5 separate regions of the Mus musculus genome follow, and all the other regions are linked to region 1. The links are chromatin contacts, called in public ChIA-PET, HiChIP or PLAC-seq and promoter capture Hi-C maps. All regions are on one chromosome and are shown on one strand. Each heading gives the region's core, a stretch centred on a gene start, on an enhancer-like site or on the middle of the called end of the contact. The rest is flanking DNA. Distances are from core to core; before and after follow the strand shown. Region 1 holds the start of Il10ra (interleukin 10 receptor, alpha). Region 2 has its middle 12 kb from the start of Mpzl2. Region 3 holds the start of Jaml (junction adhesion molecule like). Region 4 holds the start of Scn2b (sodium channel, voltage-gated, type II, beta). Region 5 holds the start of Scn4b (sodium channel, type IV, beta).

The links. Promoter capture Hi-C pulls out the DNA fragments that hold promoters and counts their contacts. ChIA-PET counts read pairs in DNA pulled down with a chosen protein or histone mark. HiChIP or PLAC-seq counts read pairs in DNA pulled down with a chosen protein or histone mark. Capture Hi-C pulls out chosen DNA fragments and counts their contacts.
Region 2: a contact with region 1 is called in an H3K27ac HiChIP or PLAC-seq map of bone marrow-derived dendritic cells, with 2.6 times the contacts expected there. The contact joins the enhancer-like site here to the promoter of Il10ra in region 1. A contact is called at or near these places in 1 of 39 promoter capture datasets (pre-B cells), 1 of 484 Hi-C or Micro-C datasets (nephron progenitors) and 3 of 115 datasets of contacts at active chromatin or transcription factors (bone marrow-derived dendritic cells, bone marrow-derived macrophages and pro-B cells).
Region 3: a contact with region 1 is called in a promoter capture Hi-C map of adipose tissue. The contact joins the promoter of Jaml here to the promoter of Il10ra in region 1. A contact is called at or near these places in 3 of 39 promoter capture datasets (embryonic stem cells, pre-B cells and stem cell-derived epiblast-like cells), 2 of 484 Hi-C or Micro-C datasets (CD4 T cells and memory CD8 T cells), 1 of 115 datasets of contacts at active chromatin or transcription factors (memory CD8 T cells) and 2 of 9 other capture datasets (adipose tissue and pancreatic islet).
Region 4: a promoter capture Hi-C map of pre-B cells shows a contact between it and region 1, with 3 times the contacts expected there. The contact joins the promoter of Scn2b here to the promoter of Il10ra in region 1. A contact is called at or near these places in 2 of 39 promoter capture datasets (pre-B cells and stem cell-derived epiblast-like cells), 2 of 115 datasets of contacts at active chromatin or transcription factors (embryonic stem cells and pro-B cells) and 2 of 9 other capture datasets (adipose tissue and pancreatic islet).
Region 5: an RNA polymerase II ChIA-PET map of memory CD8 T cells shows a contact between it and region 1, with 68 read pairs. The contact joins the promoter of Scn4b here to the promoter of Il10ra in region 1. A contact is called at or near these places in 3 of 39 promoter capture datasets (embryonic stem cells and stem cell-derived epiblast-like cells), 1 of 484 Hi-C or Micro-C datasets (nephron progenitors), 4 of 115 datasets of contacts at active chromatin or transcription factors (bone marrow-derived dendritic cells, effector CD8 T cells, memory CD8 T cells and 1 more) and 2 of 9 other capture datasets (adipose tissue and pancreatic islet).

What each region holds. Positions count from the first base shown.
Region 1 is chr9:45,267,131-45,271,113 of GRCm38.p6, reverse strand. Il10ra (interleukin 10 receptor, alpha) reads left to right here and starts at 1,965. Exons shown (of 7, transcript NM_008348.3): 1 at 1,965-2,108; 2 at 3,894-3,983. The coding sequence starts at 2,042.
Region 2 is chr9:45,028,838-45,032,820 of GRCm38.p6, reverse strand. No RefSeq gene overlaps it. Among named protein-coding and RNA genes, the nearest start is that of Mpzl2, 12 kb to the left of the region's middle. Within about 2 kb of position 2,185, at least 20 of the 459 cell types and tissues checked have an H3K27ac peak or open chromatin away from gene starts, as enhancers often do. A contact at or near this core is called in bone marrow-derived dendritic cells, where this site is marked.
Region 3 is chr9:45,077,499-45,081,481 of GRCm38.p6, reverse strand. It overlaps Jaml (junction adhesion molecule like), which reads right to left and starts at 2,299. Exons shown (of 11, transcript NM_001005421.4): 1 at 2,186-2,299.
Region 4 is chr9:45,115,618-45,119,600 of GRCm38.p6, reverse strand. Scn2b (sodium channel, voltage-gated, type II, beta) reads right to left here and starts at 1,725. Exons shown (of 4, transcript NM_001014761.2): 1 at 1,508-1,725. The coding sequence starts at 1,577. The region is part of intron 1 of Gm10684 (predicted gene 10684); the gene reads left to right.
Region 5 is chr9:45,136,737-45,140,719 of GRCm38.p6, reverse strand. It overlaps Scn4b (sodium channel, type IV, beta), which reads right to left and starts at 2,096. Exons shown (of 5, transcript NM_001013390.3): 1 at 1,618-2,096. The coding sequence starts at 1,678.

The DNA of each region.
Region 1 (3,983 bases), core at 716-3,215:
CAATCCCCTCCCTATCCATCCATCAACTTGCCTATTACAACGCAGCGCTCAAGTCTCAGATAACCGGCCACCTCTGCCATGGAACCTTCCTTGTTCTCAGCCCTGTGTCCCCTTGTTAGTCTGTACTTTCCTTCCCAGAAACTGTTAAAATCTCCGCTCACTTTCTGTCTCTGGCAAGGTGGTTTCTAGAGGAAGGGGCCTGGTTTTGGCCAGCATCAGCTTGTGACTGTAAATTCTGGTATGTGGAAGAACCATCTCGATCGTCCCTTAAAACAGCCAAGGTGCAAGGCTTTAAAATTCTTATAACTCAACCAAAAACTAAAAGGAAGACAACTGAGGAAGAAACACCGCAGTGTCCTCTTTTTTAAGAGGTAAACGGGGACTAAGAAGTCATGCCCGGGTACTTGCGTCACGCCTGGGTACTTGTGTCACGCCAAGCAGTATATGTGCTTTACCAGCGGAAGGATGGGCAGTGCAGAACAGCAATTAAAACAAAGTCCTCCCACATTAAGAAGTCTGAAGTTTTCCAACATGGCTGACATGAGGGTATTCACAGTGACGAGGGTATCCCTGAGTGTGGTTCTCACTGATTGTGTGTGTGTGCGTGTGTGTGTGTGTGTGTGTGTGCTCGATGCTATGGTTCACAGATATTACTTCCAACTAGCTGAATAGCTAGGGCAGCCCAGTCCTCACAGACAAGCACCTTTCCCAGTGAGTTCCCTCGGCACAGAACATGATCCCACTCCACTTGGCATCCTCTGTCTAGGCCACTGGACATAGCACTATCCACTCCCACGGTGTTTAGACAAAGCTTGTGTCTCCACAAGCCAAGGGGGTGGTGTGCATCACTAGCTCTCAGGTCACGACGGCAGTGCTCGTGTCTGACACCCCCAAGTTGGAGGGTCCTTCTCCAGGTTCAGAGGTTGCCCAAATCTTTGACATAGTAACAGTACTTTGTCATCTACGAACTTCACACCGGAGAACCATCCAATCCAATTTCCAGGAAGAAAAAGAAAAATTTAACAAATACCTCATACTGTTTTCAGTCAGTTTCTAATTTGATGGGAGGCAGGATTGGTATTGGCACTGAGAATCATGCAATTTGCAGACCGATGGCTGGCCAAGCCTTCTCAAGGCAGTAGTGTCTTCCGTGTGACAGGTAGGCTCTGAGGGGAATAGAAAGTGACTTCTTGAGAGCAAGGGCATCCTAGTGACTCCAGCCCTTCCTTGGCTTCTGTGCCTCCTCAGAACAAAAACAGGGCTTCCAGGATAGCATGAATATGTACCTGGCAGATGACCCCACGGGCGCTGTACACCTCACAATTAGATCCCTGAAAATCATGTAAGTGACATACTCACAGTATCAGCGCCACCTGCCAATAAGTCAGGTGGACAAAGCTTGGTCTCTCACACAATTAACATCTTTGGTGACACTGGAGGGCAGACAGATGTCCTGGTCACTGAAGAGGCATCTGAGTGATACCAGGTCCCTCAAGGCGCCTATTGACACTTCTAACCTGCAGATTTAGGGCAAGAACAACCTAAAGGGCCTGGGGGTGTCATGGACTCCCACCAAGAGTCAGGTAGGGACGTTCCCTCACTGTTGGCTTAGCAGAGGGCCCTGCATAGAGGTCCCAGGACTTTCACACATGTACCTGCACGCTTGTGCTTTGCTCCTGGCCCAGTCAGTAATTCCAATTGCTACAACAGAGAGGGGAAGGGGGCAAGGGGAAGGGGAGGGGGAGGGAGAGGGGAGACAGGCTGTCCAGTCGGTGTGAGAGTTAAGAGCCCAGCCACAGAAAGCCTCAGCTGCTCTTTCACCTTGAGACAAATGCCCCAGAACTAGCTAGACTTCGCTGCCTGCTGAGGTTCCTGCGGAGGTTCCCAAGCTCCGTGGGCTGAGGGCGGAGCAACGAGGCTCCGCCTTCAGGTTGATGTCAAGCTGGCCCTGTGGATCCAGCGGCAGTCTTCAGTTCTCAGGACGCCGCCGGCCGGAGGCGTAAAGGCCGGCTCCAGTGGACGATGCCGCTGTGCGCCCAGGATGTTGTCGCGTTTGCTCCCATTCCTCGTCACGATCTCCAGCCTGAGCCTAGAATTCATTGCATACGGTAGGCTCCCCAGCGCTCGCTCTGTTGCTTTAAAGTTCACATTCGCGGGAGAATCTGCTTGGATGGGCTGGGGTCCCGCCCCAGCTCCTTCATGCTGGCAAAACGGTCTCCGGCTCACCTGCTGTTTAAGTGGAGGAGGCTAAGATTAACTGTGGCTGTTTGGGAGTGGCCAGCGATGGATGGGTAAAGCCTATAGTTTCCGTCCTGTACGTACCCTTGTTCCTCAAATCATTATCCTACCACCTCCGGACAATCCATAACTTAGCCCTCACTTTTCGGCTGTTCTGGTTCTTCCGTGGGTCTGATCGTGCCCCTTCTTAGTTAGGCTCCTCTCCCTGAACCCTACCATCTCACCCCATCCCTTCTTTCTGCCCACCCTTCCCGACCACCCTGTTAGTCTTTAGCCCACAATTCATCTCCGCTGCCTGCTGCCCACCCCCCTCACACACACACACTTTACCCACTCCTCAGCTCAGGCTAGGTTCCTGTAGCCCAGGAGAGAATGAAAAAGTGGAGAGTTGGAGGGACCAAGTGGCACAGAAGTACGAAGACCGGGGACCCCAAAACACACTTTTACAGGAGTTCAAAGTAAAAAGAGCACAGTCAGTCATGTTATCTACAGAGGCACTGGGGATGTGCCCCGCTGAACATCACAAACACGGGCTGAGGTTTTCACTCCCCCTCTCAGAGTTTTGCAACTGAAACACAACCTTGAGATTCAAAGAAAGGGGTGGGGGGGGGGAAGGGCTGGGACAAGTATGTTTTCTGAGAATGACAGGGTCACTGAAAGAGAACTGAGAACTGTGACTCTCAGAGAGCTGGCAGTTTGGAGAAGGAAAGTGTTGCAGAGCTGCCTTCAAGAGGAGACATCTTAAAGGGTCAAGAAGGCTGGAGAGGAACAAGGGCTATTGTCCTTGCAACACACTTAAGCCCGCAGAACTCATCAGGAGAATTCAATAGGAATGCTTATTGTATTGTTACAAAAAGGGCAGAGGATCTCAAGGGGGTCACTCCTCTGCTCCTGGTCATACTGGCAAGCTGCTAGCTCCAGGCTCCTGTGTCAGCTCTTTAGAACTAATAGAGTGGGAGACTACAGGTACTTCACAGCTGAGTTTTCGAGGAGGCCAGGAGGCTGGACCGCTGACGTTCATTGTCTCCATTTGAGGCTCGCCTAGGCATCTGATTATACTGATGTCCATGTCTGAGCTACAGCTTTCCTAGAAACTAGGGACTGTGGGGATACCCTGTGCCTGGACCACAAGATGTCTGTGTAGACAAGCAGGGTGCCTACGGATCCAGATAAGGTCAAGGGTCATGGCTTGGATGAGAACTCAGTCCTGGAATGTCGCTAGAACAGGAACAGGCTTTGGCCAGAGAGCCAGGGACCGGCTCATCTGAGAGCCACTCCTGGCCATTATCCTGGAATGTAACAGACCCAACTTGCCTTTGTCAGTCCCTTGTGAGGCTTCTCATCCCACATCACACAAGCATAGAAAGACAAGACTCTAGCTTTGGATTCAGACACATTCTGGATATAGACCACCACCATGCCCCTTACTGGCTCCACTGGCCTTGGGCCAACTATCTGATTCTCTGGGATTCTATTTCTTCTTCACTAAGTTCGGCATGTGTCTAGAGCCCAGAGCTGCTGTGATCACTAAACCGAACATATATATGTAAAGCACCCAGCCCCTCCCTCCCAAAGTACTCTTGCGGCTTTCACCACCCTCTTCCTAGTCCCCCGGGTACCTCTGCTTTCTCTAGTGTTAGAATTCTTTCCCCTAGGGACAGAACTGCCAAGCCCTTCCTATGTGTGGTTTGAAGCCAGATTTTTCCAGCACATCCTCCACTGGAAACCTATCCCAAACCAGTCTG
Region 2 (3,983 bases), core at 936-3,435, 240 kb after region 1:
AATAAATACCACACCCATTTAGATGGCTCTTATTTTAAAAACAAAGAAATTATTATTAACAAAAAGGTGAAGAGATTGGAATTCTTGTACATATCTGACAGAAATGTAAAAATTAGTTTATCACTATGGAAAGCAGTTTGGTAGTTCCTCAAAAAACAAACAAGCAAACAACAACAACACAAAAGAGTCACACAGTGGTCTGAAGGGGTGGTTCAGTTGGCAAGAGCCTGTCGTGCCCACATGAAGACTGAGCTTCAGTCTTCAGAACCTGTATACAAAGTGAGGACCTATGGTATGTGTGCCTGTGAGTGCAGCAGAAGCAGTCAGATCCCAGGCTCACTGGCCAGCTGGCTAGCTCAGCTGTGAGTTCCGGGTTTATGGGGAGTCTCTATCTAAAAAAAAACAAAGGTGGAGAATATCTGAGGGAAACACCCAGTGTTGACCTCTGGCTTACACACACACACACACACACACACACACACACACACACACACACCACATGCTGACTTCTGCAAGCCCATCACAGAAGGACAGACTCTATATTTGATTCTGCCTGTGAAGAAGGCAGATCAAAAATAGCCAACTTCACCGAGTAGACTGGAGCCTCCAGAAGCTTCGAGGAGAGGGAAGTACACAGTGGGTGCTTACAGAATGCTTACAGAACTTCCATTTGGAAGGGTGGCACAGCTCAGGGGAGGGTGAAGAGTCCAGACGGTGACAGTTGCCTAGCAGCGTGATTGTGTTTACTACAATTTAAATAATCATGCTATTTGATTGTTGTTGATGTTGCCATCAGTTTACTTATTTGGGGGCTGGGAGGCTGAGGGCATGACACATGTCACAGTGCACATGCGGAGGTCAGAGGACAACTTCTAGGAGTCAGTTCTCTCCTTCAACCATGTGAGTCCTAGGTCATCAGGCTTGGTGGCAAGCACTTTTACCTGCTGAGCCATGCTATAGATTTTTACTTCTCCCCATCCTCTTCCTTCCCCCCCCCCCAAGAAAAGGAAAGAGGGAAAACAAGTGGGCAAGGTAGTTAGTTATAAGGCAAAGTAAAAACAAGCAAACTCAGGTGTACACCTTAGTCCCAGCACTTGGCAGGTGAATCTCTGTGAGTTCCAGACCAGCCTGGTCTACTCGAATCCAGGACAGCCAGGGTTGTTTATACTGAGACATCCTGACTCAAAAACACCAAAAGAAGGAGGGTGGGAGGAGGAAGGAGGAGGAGGAGGAGGAGGAAGGAGGAGGAGGAGGAGGAGGAGGAGGAAGGAGGAGGAGGAGGAGGACAAGGAGGAGGAGGAGGAAGAGGAGGAGGAGGAGGAGGAGGAGGAGGAGGAGGAGGAGGAGGAGGAGGAGACAAAATCCAAGCAAACTCATGTATAAAACAATGGCTCTGGCTGCTACCAGAGTCTCTGTGTCTCTGTGTCTTCTCCAGTAGTTAATGAGAGTAATGAAGGCCTCCCATGGAGTAAAGACCAAGGAAGACACCATTAAGTCACTTAACACATAATCACCAACTAGTTGTCTTGGAATCCAGTCTGAAGAGATGCACAAGGCCGGCGGTGGAGGCGGGGATTTGAGAGGAGATCCCAGGTACAACACAGGCAGGAAGGGAAGCAATTGGGAAGGTTGGATACAGGTGGAGGAAAAAGAGATAAAGGCCAGAGATGAGGCTGGAAATCTTATAAGAAGTGCGTTCTAAAGTCCTCTGCCTCTGATAAGGGTCAGGAAGTTGAGCTTTATCCAGGAGCAGTGGAATGCAAAGAAACTGTTTAGGGGGTCAGATTTGTACATTAGAAAGGTCACTCAGCTGCGGTTGGAGGAAGGACATTGGAAAAGACAAGGTGAAGCAAGAGGCCACTTCCAGCAGGCAGGGAGTGATTCTACCTCGACGGAGGACACTAAGGAATTCCAAGATCCTAAGGAGCTAGGATGGAAGGGATTGGTACAGGACTGAGAGTGCACGGCTGTGGAAGGCGAGTGCCAGGGGCTGAGCCCTCAGTTTCAAGTGCAGGTCAAAGCTGAAAGGCCTTCTGCAAAATAAAGAATCTCAAGGGTAGTTGTATTCGGATGTTCCCAAGGGACCACCAGGCAGAGATGTTCAAACGAACAGCAGACCAGACGAGACCAGACCAGAGCAGCCACTTAGTCAATCTCAGATAGGCAGTGGGCCAATTTTAAACCACTGCAACAGTCAGAAGTCTCCACAATCAATTAGAAGAAATGCAACCGACCTGGGCCTGACACACCAGGACATCCCCTTCAGCCCTGCCCTATAAGGAAAGTACCTTTAAGCTAAACACTTTGACTTTCCTGTTTCTAGTTCCTTCTGCCACTTTCTGCCTGTAAACCCCCCTCTCCTGCGTGAAAGCCTCCAAAAACTGACTTCCACATAGACTAGTGATTACTACAAATGATGCACGGAAGGTGCCCGATAGATCTTGAAAATGGTGGGCTGGGGAGAAGCCATTTCAACCAAAAAGTCAGGCTGGCAGCTAGGTCACCTGGAGGCGGATTGGGAGGGACTGGTTACTGAGGAGATAACGTTTTGGTTCAAAGGACAGACCTTACAGAGCAGCTGGAAGGGAATGTGAGCTAGAAAAACCTCCTAATTTGGGGTTTATCTGTTAATTTTGACACACACCTATAAGTACTCAGGAAGCTGGCAAGTAGGATGGCTGAGGAAAGACAGAAAAAATAAAAGAGAGGAGGAGAAAGGAGGAGGTGGGGGCACTCGTCCAAAGGGACTTTAGCTTGTCCCAGTGATCACAGGGACAGCCCAACAGCAAGAGACAGTGTGGCCCTGCCATTAGAAGCAGTAAAGACTGCTCTGGTTGCTGAAGCTGTTCCTGACTTATAACTGTGGTTCCAATGTAATGTCTGACAGTATCCCGTTCCCAGCTCAGAATGTGGTTCATGTGGTCAGTGTGGATGAGAGAAAATCCAGAGTAGCTGTGAACATGGATAACTTAGAAAGCAGGGAGATCAGGGCAGAAAAGTATGTGTGCTATTTTGTGAGTGGGGTGTGTGCATCTCCTAAATGTAGACGTTCCCATTTAATGGTTTCTATAGTGTTTTGTTTGTATCACAGGGAAGAAAGGTCACTGTAGTAAACTGAGGGGAGGAGACAGGGGACAGACAAACAAACTCTTCAGGACAGAGTCTAACACGGTTGCTCACTGGAAAGTGAGCAGAAGCTGACCAAAGTAGGAACTTGGAGATCAAGTAGTATAACCATGGTAACGTAACTAATGACCCAGTCAGATTCAAAACCGGGTCTGCCTGACAGGCAAGTCAGCTCCTGAGTCACCTTTGCTTTCTACTACACCAATCCCCCTTCTCCATAGAGTCTACCAGTCCTGTGTGCCAAGGAGTTCCCCTCATCCTACCCCCTATCTCCTCTGCTCTCTGGCGGGCTCTTCAGAACTAAGTGAAATAAAGATTAGGCTCCCTCTTCTCAGCATCTCTCCTAAAAGAACAAAAAAGGATGATGGGAAACTCTTGGGAAATTGTGTTCATTCTTCCTGTTACAGAAAACAAGCAACAGAACAGCTTCAAGCAGTTACCAGGTGTCCTGCACTTACCTCAGAATTCTAGGAGGAAGATGATACAATCAGCCCCATGAGGGGTTCTCCAGCAGAAGGAGGAGGGGAGAAAGAGAGACAGAGACAGAGAGACAGAGGCAGAGAGAGACAGAGACAAGAGAGAGACAGAGAGAAAGCCCCATTTCCAGGTGATCTGCATAAAGTGCACAGACAGGGGACAGACAACACAAGAATGTGGTACTCTGAAAAGGCTAGATACCTGGGAATCCTGGGAAATAAGGAGGAGTTTACAAAAGAGAAGGGCCCCATGGACCAAGGCGCTCTATTAGAGAGGAAAGCAGTCAGGCCCTGTGGGATCCCTGTCATGGATAAGATCATGGGAATAGTTATAACTACCAGCTGTTCCATACATTCTGCTCAGTATATTCATATCTCACA
Region 3 (3,983 bases), core at 1,050-3,549, 190 kb after region 1:
TGGTGCCGTTTGCCTAAGAACTCATAGCAGATTAGCACGGTCTGAATTCAAGCCCAGGAGATCTGGATGTGTGGATCTTTCAAGCCCAGCCTATATCATCACATCACACACAAAGTGGTGATTTCTCCACACCTGTCAGAGTCGCTGATGTTTTAGTGTGCAGACTCCCTAGGCTTTATTTGGGGAAGCAAGGTTAATATGCTCTCCCTGATTGAGTGTTCTTCCAAACCTCTGTGCATACCTTCACGCCCTGAATTCCTGTTGGCTCCTCTTTCGGATGTCAAGTTAAATGTCATTTCAGAGAAACCTCTTCTTATCCCTCCATCCTAGGACAGGCCACCTAGCCACACGCCTTCACCGTGCTACTTATCTTTCTTTCTAGTATCTGCCACAGCTTGTAATCATCTACTTGCTGGGGTGCCCATCTGATTAAATATTTGCTCTTCCTCTCACTCTCCAAGATGATAAGCTCCAAGAGGCTAAAAATGTGCTTATGTATCACTACAGCTCAGGTGCTAGCATAGTGTTGGAGTCGGGGGGCCAGGAAATCCTCAGTTTACAGATTCTCAAAAAAGCTCATGACACCTTGAGAATTTACCAAGAAGCCTCTAGTTAAGTTTCAATTTCCTGAGTTGGTGGCAAATATTCAGAATTTGTGTGTATACACACACACACACACACACACACACACACACACACACACACACACACTCATACATCATTTAGTAAGGGGGAATATTGTCATCAGGAAATTCCATTCTGTGACCATCCCAGAGTACACCTACGCAAACTAAGGTTAAGATGCTGCTAGGTTATATAATCGTATAGGACTCCTGTCTGTGCATTGTCAACTAAAATGTTACTTAGCACATGACTACACACACACACACACACACACACACACACACACACACACACACACACGTATATTTTAAAACATATGATTCTCCAAAATTCTGAATTCTAAACACACACAAATGAAATCTTGGCTTTTAAAATCCCAGCAGACGTACTCAGAGTCGCCTTGCCTGTTAAGCTATCCTCCCTACCCTGCTCCCTTTCTGGGTACTGACTTAGCTCAGCAGACAACCTTCAGGTGATACCACACAGTCAGTCATTTCCCTTGCTGGCAGAGCATCTGACCCAAGCTCAAGGCTCCTCCACAGTGACTCCTGGCAAAAATCTCCTATCAGTCCTAGGGTGTGTGCAACCACCAGGAACTCTTTCCTACAATTAACAATGAATAGAAACTTTCCCCCTGGGTATAATTATGGCAGTGGAGGGAAGCTTCCGAAAAGAGACTTGTAACAATGAGAATGCCACACAGAATATGAAAATGGCCCTCAGATATGACAATATTGCAAGACAATGGGAGAGCGGGGACTGTCTCCTAGCCATTTGCCCCGGTAATAACCAAGACCATAAAATCAGACAACTGTGTGACATTCTTAAGCACGCCCCTCTCCGCTGCCATGCTAAGTCCCCTGCTCGTTCCTGTGCACTTTTGGGCTCTCAGAAATTTGTAAGTTCACAAGTCCTCATAGCCACCCTGCGTGATACAAACCTCTTGAAATATGCCCTTGACTTTCCCTCTAAGACCAAGTAATACAGATTGGGTGGAGGGGTGCTTCGTGGCTTCTGAAACACAACCTAGGTTACATGTACTCAGATGGGACCTTGGGAACATCCCTCCCTGTTCCCTCCAGCCCAGCATGCATCTAGTCACCATCCGGCCTGCATCTGCCTTTCTGGAGGCTATGTCAGGGTGTGATGAGTAAAGACAATAAATAGTCCGAGTCTCTTGGGAAACTGCCTTGGTGACGTATCCAGATCAGGGAGAAAACAGTGAGGTAGGAGTCCTGCCATGAGCTCAAAAGCAGTCACGATTCTGTCTCAAGCCATCGGCAACAGGAAAGCTAGACCTTCTAAACAACCCCGTCCGTGCTTACCACAAGCAAGGCTTACTTCTTTCTCTGAGAACCTTCACACAAAGTACACTACAGACACTAAAGCTGCACCTACTGGTCTACCTCACAGCAGCCCACCTGCAGAGACCGGGAATTCCATGCACGGCCTCCTCATCCTACAGCAATGCCCATCTCACCACCCTTCCTTTGAATGACAACTGGCCATCTCCTCAGAACAGCTCAAAGAACGGCTCACAGCACACAAAGTCACTGCTTACCCAAGATGACAGTGCCCAGGAAGAACAGTCCACCGCGATCTCCTGCCACAGCATCGCCCACACCAACTGAGAGACTTCTGCCAGCACAGGAGATCAGGCTCAAAGCAACACAGATGTGCATGCCTTCTGTGGTGGCTGCGGAAACAGAAACAGGAACCTCCCAATCAAGGCTCTCCATTCAATCATCTAGGTCACTGCTCAATTTGCATTTATATTTCCATTACTTTTAAATTATGGGTTTTTTTTTCAATTTTACAAATGGTATTCAATGTATTGTGATGGTCATATTCACCCTCATCACCCTCTCTTATTCCCAGTTCATCCCTGCTGATCCTCTTCCCAGCTAGTCCTATGCTTGCTTGTGTGTGTGTGTGTGTGTGTGTGTGTGGTGTCTGTGCATAGAGGGTGCACTGTGCACCTATGTGTGCCTGTGTATATGCATGCATGCATGTATACATGTGTGTGCCTGTGTGTACAGTGTGTGGGCATGCTACTGTGTGGTGTATGTACATGCATGTGCGCTGATGTGTGTATGTGGGGGTGATGCCTGTGTACATGTGTACATCTTTGCCTATGTGTGTGCCTGTGTGTGGTATGTATGTGAGCTTGAGTGTGCCTATGTGCCTGCAGTGTGTGTGTGTGTCCCAGTGTGTGTCTATGTGCATTGTTCATTTGTGTGTGTGTGTGTCCATGTGTGCCTGTGTATGTGCATATATAAGTCTTCTGCAGGTAGCCACAGCTGCTGTGTGGACATGATTACCAGGGCCATGTCCTATCCAGAAGCACGGCATCCCTGTCTTCTGGCTTTGACATTCTGCCTCCTCTTCTGCGATGTCCTGGAACCGTGGAGGGGTTGACACAGTTGTCCTACTTGCAGTATGTATAGTTTTTTTCTAGAAGGAAAGACTTGCAGCTCACTCAGGTGAGCCTCATATCTCAGGTCCCTGCAGATGTCACCTCCCTTCTGGATTACAAACTCTGCAAGCAAGATCTCAAATCAGCCAGGCCTAGTGGTGTATGCTGGACATCTCAGCACCCAGAAGGCTCAGGCAGGAGGAGCCAGCCTGGACTACACTGTGAACCCCTTATATCTAAACAACAACAAAACAACAACAAAAATCTTGACTGGCAAGAGGCATTTGCTGAGAAATCAGCTTTATGTAAATAAAGCACAATTACTTGGAGAATAGAAAACTTGAGGCTGTGTTTCGGACACAGAAGTTTCACTTCTTCTTCTCTTACTGTACAGATGCAGCCTGGCTGATTGATCACCTTTAGCTGCTTCCAGAGATTCCCCTGGCCAGTGCTCCGCCCACCATGTTGCTGTATAGGTTTCCTCCGACTGTGAGGGTTGCCATCATACAGAGAGCAAGCTGTTCTCCTAGCAGACCCTTTGAGTGGCTTGGCCATCTTGGGGAACAACTCAGGCCATCCTGAATGCCAGATCCTTCTCTTTTTCAATCATCCCTTCAGACTAAGCGTTCTTATACATACACATCCATCCCTTGTTCTATGGATTGACCCAGTAGAACAAAGCCTGGGTAATGCTCATCTTTTGAAATTTGTCCTGTCCTGGAAACTGTTGAATGTTTTCTGGCCCCAAGGACTATGCTGCACGGGCCCTGTATAAATATTCCCAGTGCGGTGTATTTCATGCCCACCAGTTTGCCACTGGGTTCACAAAATTTCTAGAAATGCACTCATCAGCTTCTGCTATGTGAGCTGGTTCCAGCACACCACTGGATCTATGCAGGATCTTGCTGGTGGTGCAGCTCAGACAGTTTTCTCAATGCTGAAA
Region 4 (3,983 bases), core at 476-2,975, 150 kb after region 1:
GCCAGGGTTCACGGGAAGCATGTTGGCCCCTGCTGTGTGTTAGGTCACAAGCTCACCAAGCAAGAGACAGTCTCCAGTCTCCCATGGGAGCAGTGATGCTGAAGTGGCGCTCGGGGTAGGTAGGGTCTCGCCCATGGTTATAGAGTAAAACACAAAGCTAGTTTTAAACTTGGGTCCAGTTCCGAAAGACGAAAGATGTTAGATCTTTATCTTGCAGGTTACCAGGATTGCTTCATGTCTCTGTTATCCCTGTGGGCCCTATACCCAGCATGAGAGGGAGGGGGGATATACCACCCAGCACAGTGAGAAAGGACACAGAAGGTGGGACAGAGAGACAGAGACCAGCATAGAGACAGAAAGAGAGACAACAGAGAGACAGACAGATTGAGAGAGCTTATAGTGGGACCTAATCTCACCTAAGATCCTTAAACTTGACCCTCAGGCACTACAGAGAGAATTTTAAGAGTGAGAGTAAAACTGTCCACAAGGCAGGTTTAGAGCCCAGCATGGTGGCACTTGTCTGTAATCCCATCACCCAGGAAGAGAAAGAGACAGGAGAATCACTGAAAGTTCGAGATCAGCCAAGACTACAAAGTGAGACCTTATGGGTTGTGGGGTGGGGTAGAGTCGGGAAGCAGGCCTACAAATAGCCTCCTAACATACCTGCCTAGTACGAGGTCTCTAGGTGTTCAGCTATGAAATTGGCTTTGGGACCTTACGACAGGGTGGTCTGCAAGGTTGGGCTGGACCACGGAGACTGGTTTTAAAGGAACTCTCCCTAGGTTCCACTTACAGTTTGCTCCTTTTCCCAGGATCCTGGGCACCTGACCTCATCCATTCCATCTGGTTCACACCAGGGGTGCCTGCCTCGGTAGCAGCTACTCTGGTGCCTCTCCTGCCAACCCGGAGCTGGTCCTTAAGCCTGATACCCACCTCCTCCCACACGCATCCCAACAAATTGGTGGGATAGGCTCAACTCTCTGCCCCCAACTCTCGAGAACGCGATCTCCTTTAAATCCACCAGATCCCAGGGAACGGGCTCACAAATGAGACTTTTAAAGAAGCCAGCAACTCCTATGAGATCTCTTGGGAAGTAACTGAAAATGAAAACATGATGATGATGGTGGTGGTGGTGGTGGTGGTGGTGGTGGTGGTGGTGGTGGTGGTGGTGAAGAGAAAAATCCCTGAAGAGACCGCAGAGCAGCCTAGCTCTGCCCCACCCCCACATGGGTCCACTTCAGGGAAATCTACAGGATGAACCACCTCTTGATAAATTTGACCATTTTCATCCCCGAGCAACACTCACCCTCTAGTCAACATTTCTGGGAAGGAGAAGCCCAGCATCCGGCAGTCCCAGCTGTCCCAGATCCCCAGCACGCCCCTTCCCAAGGACACAGAGGGAAGCGGCTCACACTCCTTCCCTCTTGCCCCCTCCCCCGCCCCCTCCTCTTTCCGCTGCAGCTGCACTTCTGACCCTTAGGAGCATGCAGATGTGGTTCTAACTTACCCAAAGAGAAAAACAGACTGAGCCCCGTGAGACTGAAGGCAGGGCGAGGTAGCCAGGCATCCCTGTGCATTTTCAGAGACTGTGACGTTAGGCGGGTGGGCTGTGGGAAAGGGTGATTGAGGGACCAAGGACCACAAGGTAGGAATGGTTAAATGCTAAAAAAGAAAATGCACGGATGTACTTCAAAGACATATGCAACATTGAGGAAGCTTTATTTCCATCTCTCTAATATGGCCGACTTGTATGTGGCTGCTAAAAAGAGAGGGGGGTGGTGTATAAGGGAAAGGAAGAAAAAAAAGGGGATGGAGTAAATATTGTGGTTGGTGGATTTCAGAAAGCAGGTGGGAGGGCATAAAAAAGATATTCCTGGAAGAAATTAAGTTGCCAGAAAATTTAGCCTCTAAACTCAGAGCTCAATCAAATTTTGCCTTCCTACTGCATTTGAAATGATTTTTAGACTTTGAAAATTGTTAGAGAATTCTAGGTGAGGTGGCACGTGCCTGCAATCCTAGCACTAGGGAAACAGAGACAGGACTGCCTTGAACTCATAGCAGTCCAAAGCTAGCCTAGGCTCCAAAGCAAGACCCTTGCAAGAGAGGGGAGGAAGGAGGGGAGAGAAGGAGAGAGGGAGGGAAGGAGGGAGAGAAAGAAAAAAGGAAAAAGAGAAAGACTGTTAGAGCCATCTGTTTTTATCAAAGGGCTGTAAGGAAGTCCTTTTTATCATATGAATACGCCCCAAAGGCCTGTGAGTTGATTCCCTGGGGAAAGTGCTTGTGGCCACTGCCAAGCATGATGACCTGAGTTTGATCCCCGGGAACACACCTGGTCACCCAGCAGAAGGAGAGAACTGATCCCTGCAAGTTATGGTCTAACCTCAACACATTAGTGGCACCTGTATACTCATGCTACATGCTCTCTCTCTGTCTCTCTGTTTGTCTGTCTGTCTCTCTCTGTCTCTCCCCAACACACACACACACACACACACACACACACACGGGGAGGGGCAAGAGAATAGATAGATCATACATACGTACGTACGTACATACGTACGTACATAGATGTAAACACCCAGGAAAGAGTTGCCTTTTGTTGTTTGGGTTCAGCGAAGTGGGCAGGAGGCTCTTGGAAAGTAATGACTTCCTCATTGCTCTAGCATTTCCGCAGAATACAGAACTTGTCAGAGAAGGCTGATGCACAAATGCCTAAGAGACTTTTACAAGAGAATAGAGCATGGACCTCTGAGGGACCCGGATTCAAACAAATCAACAAGGAAAGGAACAGGTTTTGAGACAAGGGGAGCAGGGAGCGAATGTAAACTGGACGTTGATTATGTCAACAAATAACGTCTAATGCTGCCGGGTATCATAAAGATAGTGTCTGTGTTTTTAACACCCGTGGGTAATGTAGCTGATGGTCCCAGATGATTGGTGGTGCCTGGGGCACACTTCCCTTGGCTTTGGTGTATGTTTGAAACTTGTTATTTCGAAGGAGGGGAGAATACAGGTTGTCACAAGTAGAAGTTAGGAGAGAAGTGGCCCTAAGCAAAGAGGAGAACAGAGCCAAGCGTATCACAGGTCCTTAAACAGCAATCATTTATTTAGCTGTGCACATTTATCTGTCCACAGTGAGGAATCACAATTTGATCTTAACGTTAGGTCCAATGTACAGGTGATAGATCAGAGCCAGGATTCAAACCCAGCTCTTTGGAAGAGGCTGACCTCCCCCCAACCCCACTCCCCTTATTCCACATGGCTGTGACTGAGCCTTCCACACAGGGAAGAGCTGAGAATTCTGCACAGCGCCTGGTTGAGACTTGAAATTCACTAACCGGGAGGTAATTGACCACCCGGGGATGCTGCTGACCGGATGAATGAATGTATTTGGAAGTCCAGCTTGGTCTCTGAAAGCTGTCCCAGGGGCACAAGACCCAAAGCCAACTGGAACTTCAAGGCAGGGCTGTGAGAAGTCAGAAGGTGACAGGTCCTGATGTTGCACTGACCCTGTTCCCAGCGCCTCTGTCACTCTACGGTAGGGCTCCCATGGCCCCTGCACAGAGCCACGGTGTAGGAGTCCGAATTTCAGGAGAGTCTCTCCCGGTGCCCATCCCTACCACCCTAGGGCCCCGAGGCCTCTTTATAAGTGTGTGCCCAGAGTCTAGACCAGCACTACTCGGACCTCCCGCTCTGCTCAGGCTCTTCCAGCCAAGTCTGCAACACCACCAACCAGGTGGGCTGGCCGCAGACACTTTTCAGCCTAGACCGCTCGCAGAGATTTTTAGTTTGACGTAGCCGGCCTCCTCCTTTTTTCTTGATGCCGCCTATGGTGCCTTGTGAGGCCCAGAAACTAAAGGAAACTTGCTTTGCTGTCTCACTTGACCTCATGCTATGTCTGGAAGTTTCTATTTAATTGTCATGGGAGGCAAGAAACAATCCTACATTCTTCTGCTTCTCCCTAGAATTTGGCTAATAGTCACTGA
Region 5 (3,983 bases), core at 847-3,346, 130 kb after region 1:
CCTTCCCTCTCACCAGAGGGCCTGGATTCTGTCCCACTTGACCATCAGCTGGGCACACACCCTTAGGCAGGTTACGATCCCTCTCTGTGCTATACATTCCTCACTCTTTGCAACGCTCATCGCTCATCGATATGGTTTTCAAACTCCCTGCCCTATTCATACCAAAGCTCTGCCCTGCTCTCCACTTACCCCCTCCCCCATCCAGTACCTAGAGCCCTCTTGGCTGTCCACAGAAGCCTGCTTCTATGGATAGTCTAGCAGGGCAAGGCCTAGCCCTCCCTTGACCAACCAAACACGGGGGTAAAGCAACCCACGACATACAGTGGCTGGTTTAATGACTGGAGCTTTGGTACCTCTGAGACCTCTCATCCCTACCGTGGCCACAGGAGAGCCCCAGGATGATCCAAGTGTGGACTCCAGTGGAATGACACTGTACCCATCCCATGAAGAAGAGCTTTGGACTTTAAAAGAGTCACCATGAAACCTGTACGACATCTGTATGGTATGGAACAAAACATCAGTGCCCTATATCTGATGGCCTCCGGGAGGTAAGGCAGAGCTCAGGAGCAAAAAGAACACAGTTCCCAACACCTGATGGGTACGCATAGGACAGATCTGCACGTGAGTTCCAGGCGCAAGAGCAGCAGTGGCTTCCTATAAGAGGCCTGTGCCCCCTGCTTCCAGCACAGATACCTCCACCATGTGCCTGATCCAGTGGGGGGTGGGTGGGTGGGTTATGCTGTCAAAAACCAAACTTGACTTTATATAAACAGGAAGAGGCACAGGTGCCAGAGACGGAGTCAGCTTACATTGGAAGTCAGGCTGTGTAGAAGATTAGATTCTGGTCTGGACTAATAAATACCATTGCTTAATCTCTTGGAGTTTGACACTCAAAACCATCATGTGAATATTAATAGATAGCCATAAGAGTCTATACCCTCTGTGTCCTCTGGGCCTGACTCCTCTCTCTTCCCAGCCTTCCCCAAAATGAAAAGCCAGTAGCAAGCCAAACAGGTCTTTCCCCAAAGAAACCCTTTAAAGGAAGAGGGACAAGGACCTTCTGAAAAGGTGGCCTTTGAGTGGTCCTCTGGGTTCTTCTAAGTCCTTCCAGCATTTGAAAGAGTGGCAATGGACACCAGAAAGGAAGAAGTGGGGAGAACCTGGCGAAGAGTCGGGAGGGAGACCCTCGTCCCCCATTGGAGCATTTCCTGCTGCCAGGGAAGCAAGCAAGTCAATAGTACTAGGCAAGAGCGGCAGACACCGCTACACCTGCAAACTCCCTGGAGCCCCCACACTCAAGGCAGTAGACACCCCAGCCCCCACCCCACCAGCATGCCTTAACTCCGGTCTCAGGAGGATTTCCCTGCTGCAGCTCCAACACCTAGCTCCAAAAGGCATCAAAGAAAGCAAGAAACTCACTGCCCGGGTGGCAGGGGTTGGGGAAAATGCACAAGGTTCCCAGGGAACATAGTCTTAAAGCTAAGGGTCCGGAGGAAGACCGGCATCCCAATCATTTGGTGCCACCTTGTCTAAGGCACTTCTCTTCACCTCCTTCAGGATGGGGTGGGGTTAAGAAAGAGGCGAGAGAGAGAAATGACAAAGCTGGGGCTATCTTACCCAAAAGCCCAGTGCCCAGCCATCTCGCCTGAGTATTGCCTCGGTTCCCAGCCCGGGACATGGTCCTGTTCTCTCTGGAGCGCTCCGGGGGCTTGGGATGGAATAGTGGGGACAGCCGGGCTCTCCACCCGAGGTCGTCTGTGGGCCCCGCAGCTGCCAGGGGAGCTCCGAGCCGCGGGTCGGGGCTCCGGAAAGTTAGCCGCGAGAGAGCGAGACGAGGGGGAGACCAAGGAGGGGGAGGCGCGCCCGCCGCCTCTTGGAGCCGGCTGCAGGAGCCGGGGCTGGAAGGGGGAGGAGGAGCCGGAGCTGAAGGGAGGACGCCGGGGCGAGCGGCACTGCGATGCGCCTCTGCTCTGGAAGCGCTCCAGCCGCAGGAGGGGCGGCGTCCCCGTCGGTTTCGCACAGTGCCCGTTGCGCCGTGTATCACGGCCGTAGGGTCCAGCCTGGGCAGCCCTCTTCCTCTCCAGCGGGACGGGAATGCTGCGGCTTGGCACTGCAGGGCCAGCCCGCAGACGCCCGCATCATCCCAAGCGCCGAGCTGCCAATTAGGAGAAGAGTTCACGGGGGAGTAGAGGTGGAGCTTTTAGGTTTGTTGGAAGGCTGTTTTTGTTCCGCTCAGAGAACACGAGTAAGGGCAGCGGCTGCCTCTCCGGGGACCGCCGGGAGGACATCCGCAGCGGGCGCTGCCGCAGCCGGTGGGCGTGTGCCGGCTTGCCCGCTGCGGACGACCGGTACAGCCCTGAACCAACACGCGTCGCCTCCAGCCGCGCCGCTCATTCGCTCTGCGGATGGCTTTTAGGCTGTGGCAAACCTAGTTTCCCCTGCAAAGTCTCCTGCACGCCGCCCACCAACCCATTTCTGCACAGACTCTTTGCTTCTTAGAGGGTTGGCAGGCAGTCACTTGGAGACAGCGTGCTTTGCCCCCAGCGCGGGGAGGCGGGGGTGGGGAGGCAACCGTAAACACCAAGAAGGTCCCCCCTCAAGACCTCTAGTCAACTACTCAAGCTACCCTCCAGGACAAATCCTCCTCACTGTCCGGAGACCAGTTAAACCTTGGAAATACACCCTCCACCTCGCCACACCCTCCACCCATCTTCCAACCCGGAGTTCCTGAAAGGCTTCAGCGCCATAAGAGACCATTGAGGTTGTATACAGAATGTTAACTGTCTGCGGGGAGAACCTTGTTTTCTTTTGCTTCGTTGGTTGTCATGGTAGTTGAACAGCTCTGATGCCCTGTGTTTGCTGCTGGAGAACTCTGAACAAAGCACACAACTTTTCTGGAGAATTCTGCTGTCTGCTGGATGGTGACCCCATGATATTTACCTCCTGATGCAAAATAGCATCATCCTCAATGCTAGGCAACAGGGAGGGCAGCCCTGGGCTCCTAGTTTTAGGGGACCTCATGCTAGCCCATGAGTCCAGGGAACACACCTCCTCTGAGTTCTAAAGGGTTCTGGGGATCCAAGAATCTAGTGTTTCCCCTAGGGGTTGCTGAGTTGGACTCCTCTTGGATAAGTTTGATAAGCAGGTGGGTGGTTCCTGAGTGGAACCCCAGTCGCTGCAGGACCAGTCACAAAAGCAAGATGACTGGGGAAGAGTCTGAAAAGAAATCCCATCTTCTAGGCCACCATGGAAAAGCAGTCAGAGGCCGAGGATGGGAGATAAACTTTACTTAATGATCCTGAGTTGCTGTTCCTGCTGTCATTGCTGTAGTGGTGGTGGTTTTGAGACAGGAGTTCTCTGTGTAGCCCTGTAGGCCAAACTGTCCTGGAACTCAGAGATCGCCCTGCCTCTTCTTCCCCTTCCTGAGTGCTGGGATGAAAGGTGTTCTCCACCACGCCTCTATCCTGATTTATTACCTACATTGAGACTTGTGTGCCTTTTTGCACCTGTATCTTGCACCAGGCCTTTCCAACATTAGAAATAGAACTGGATGTAAAGACTCAGAGAGATAAAGACGTGTTAGCACGCTTGGCAGAGCCCTGGGCACACAGGCTGAACACACAACACATCTGAGTTCAAAGAAGCCTGGGGCCCCAGAGGGGAAGCTACGTCCAGGAGAGGTTTTGACCTTTGGGAGGGCCTGCCACTGTGCAAGCAAGGCCAGGCATCCAGGCTGCCTGTGTTATTTTTACAGCAGGGTCATGTTTCTCCCAGCTCTAGGCTGAGGTGAGAGGAGGTGAACCAATGGGAAAGAAAGTGACCCCTGCCCGGAAAACAAGGAGGGAGGGGGAATAGAACTCCAGAGATATCTTTAGATCCCGGTGGCAGAGGGAAGTGACCAGTCCCCCCCCCCAGTGCCCTACCCCCACACACATCTCCTAATCTCTTGCTGTTCCCTGAATGTTTTAGCTGACAGGACCCTT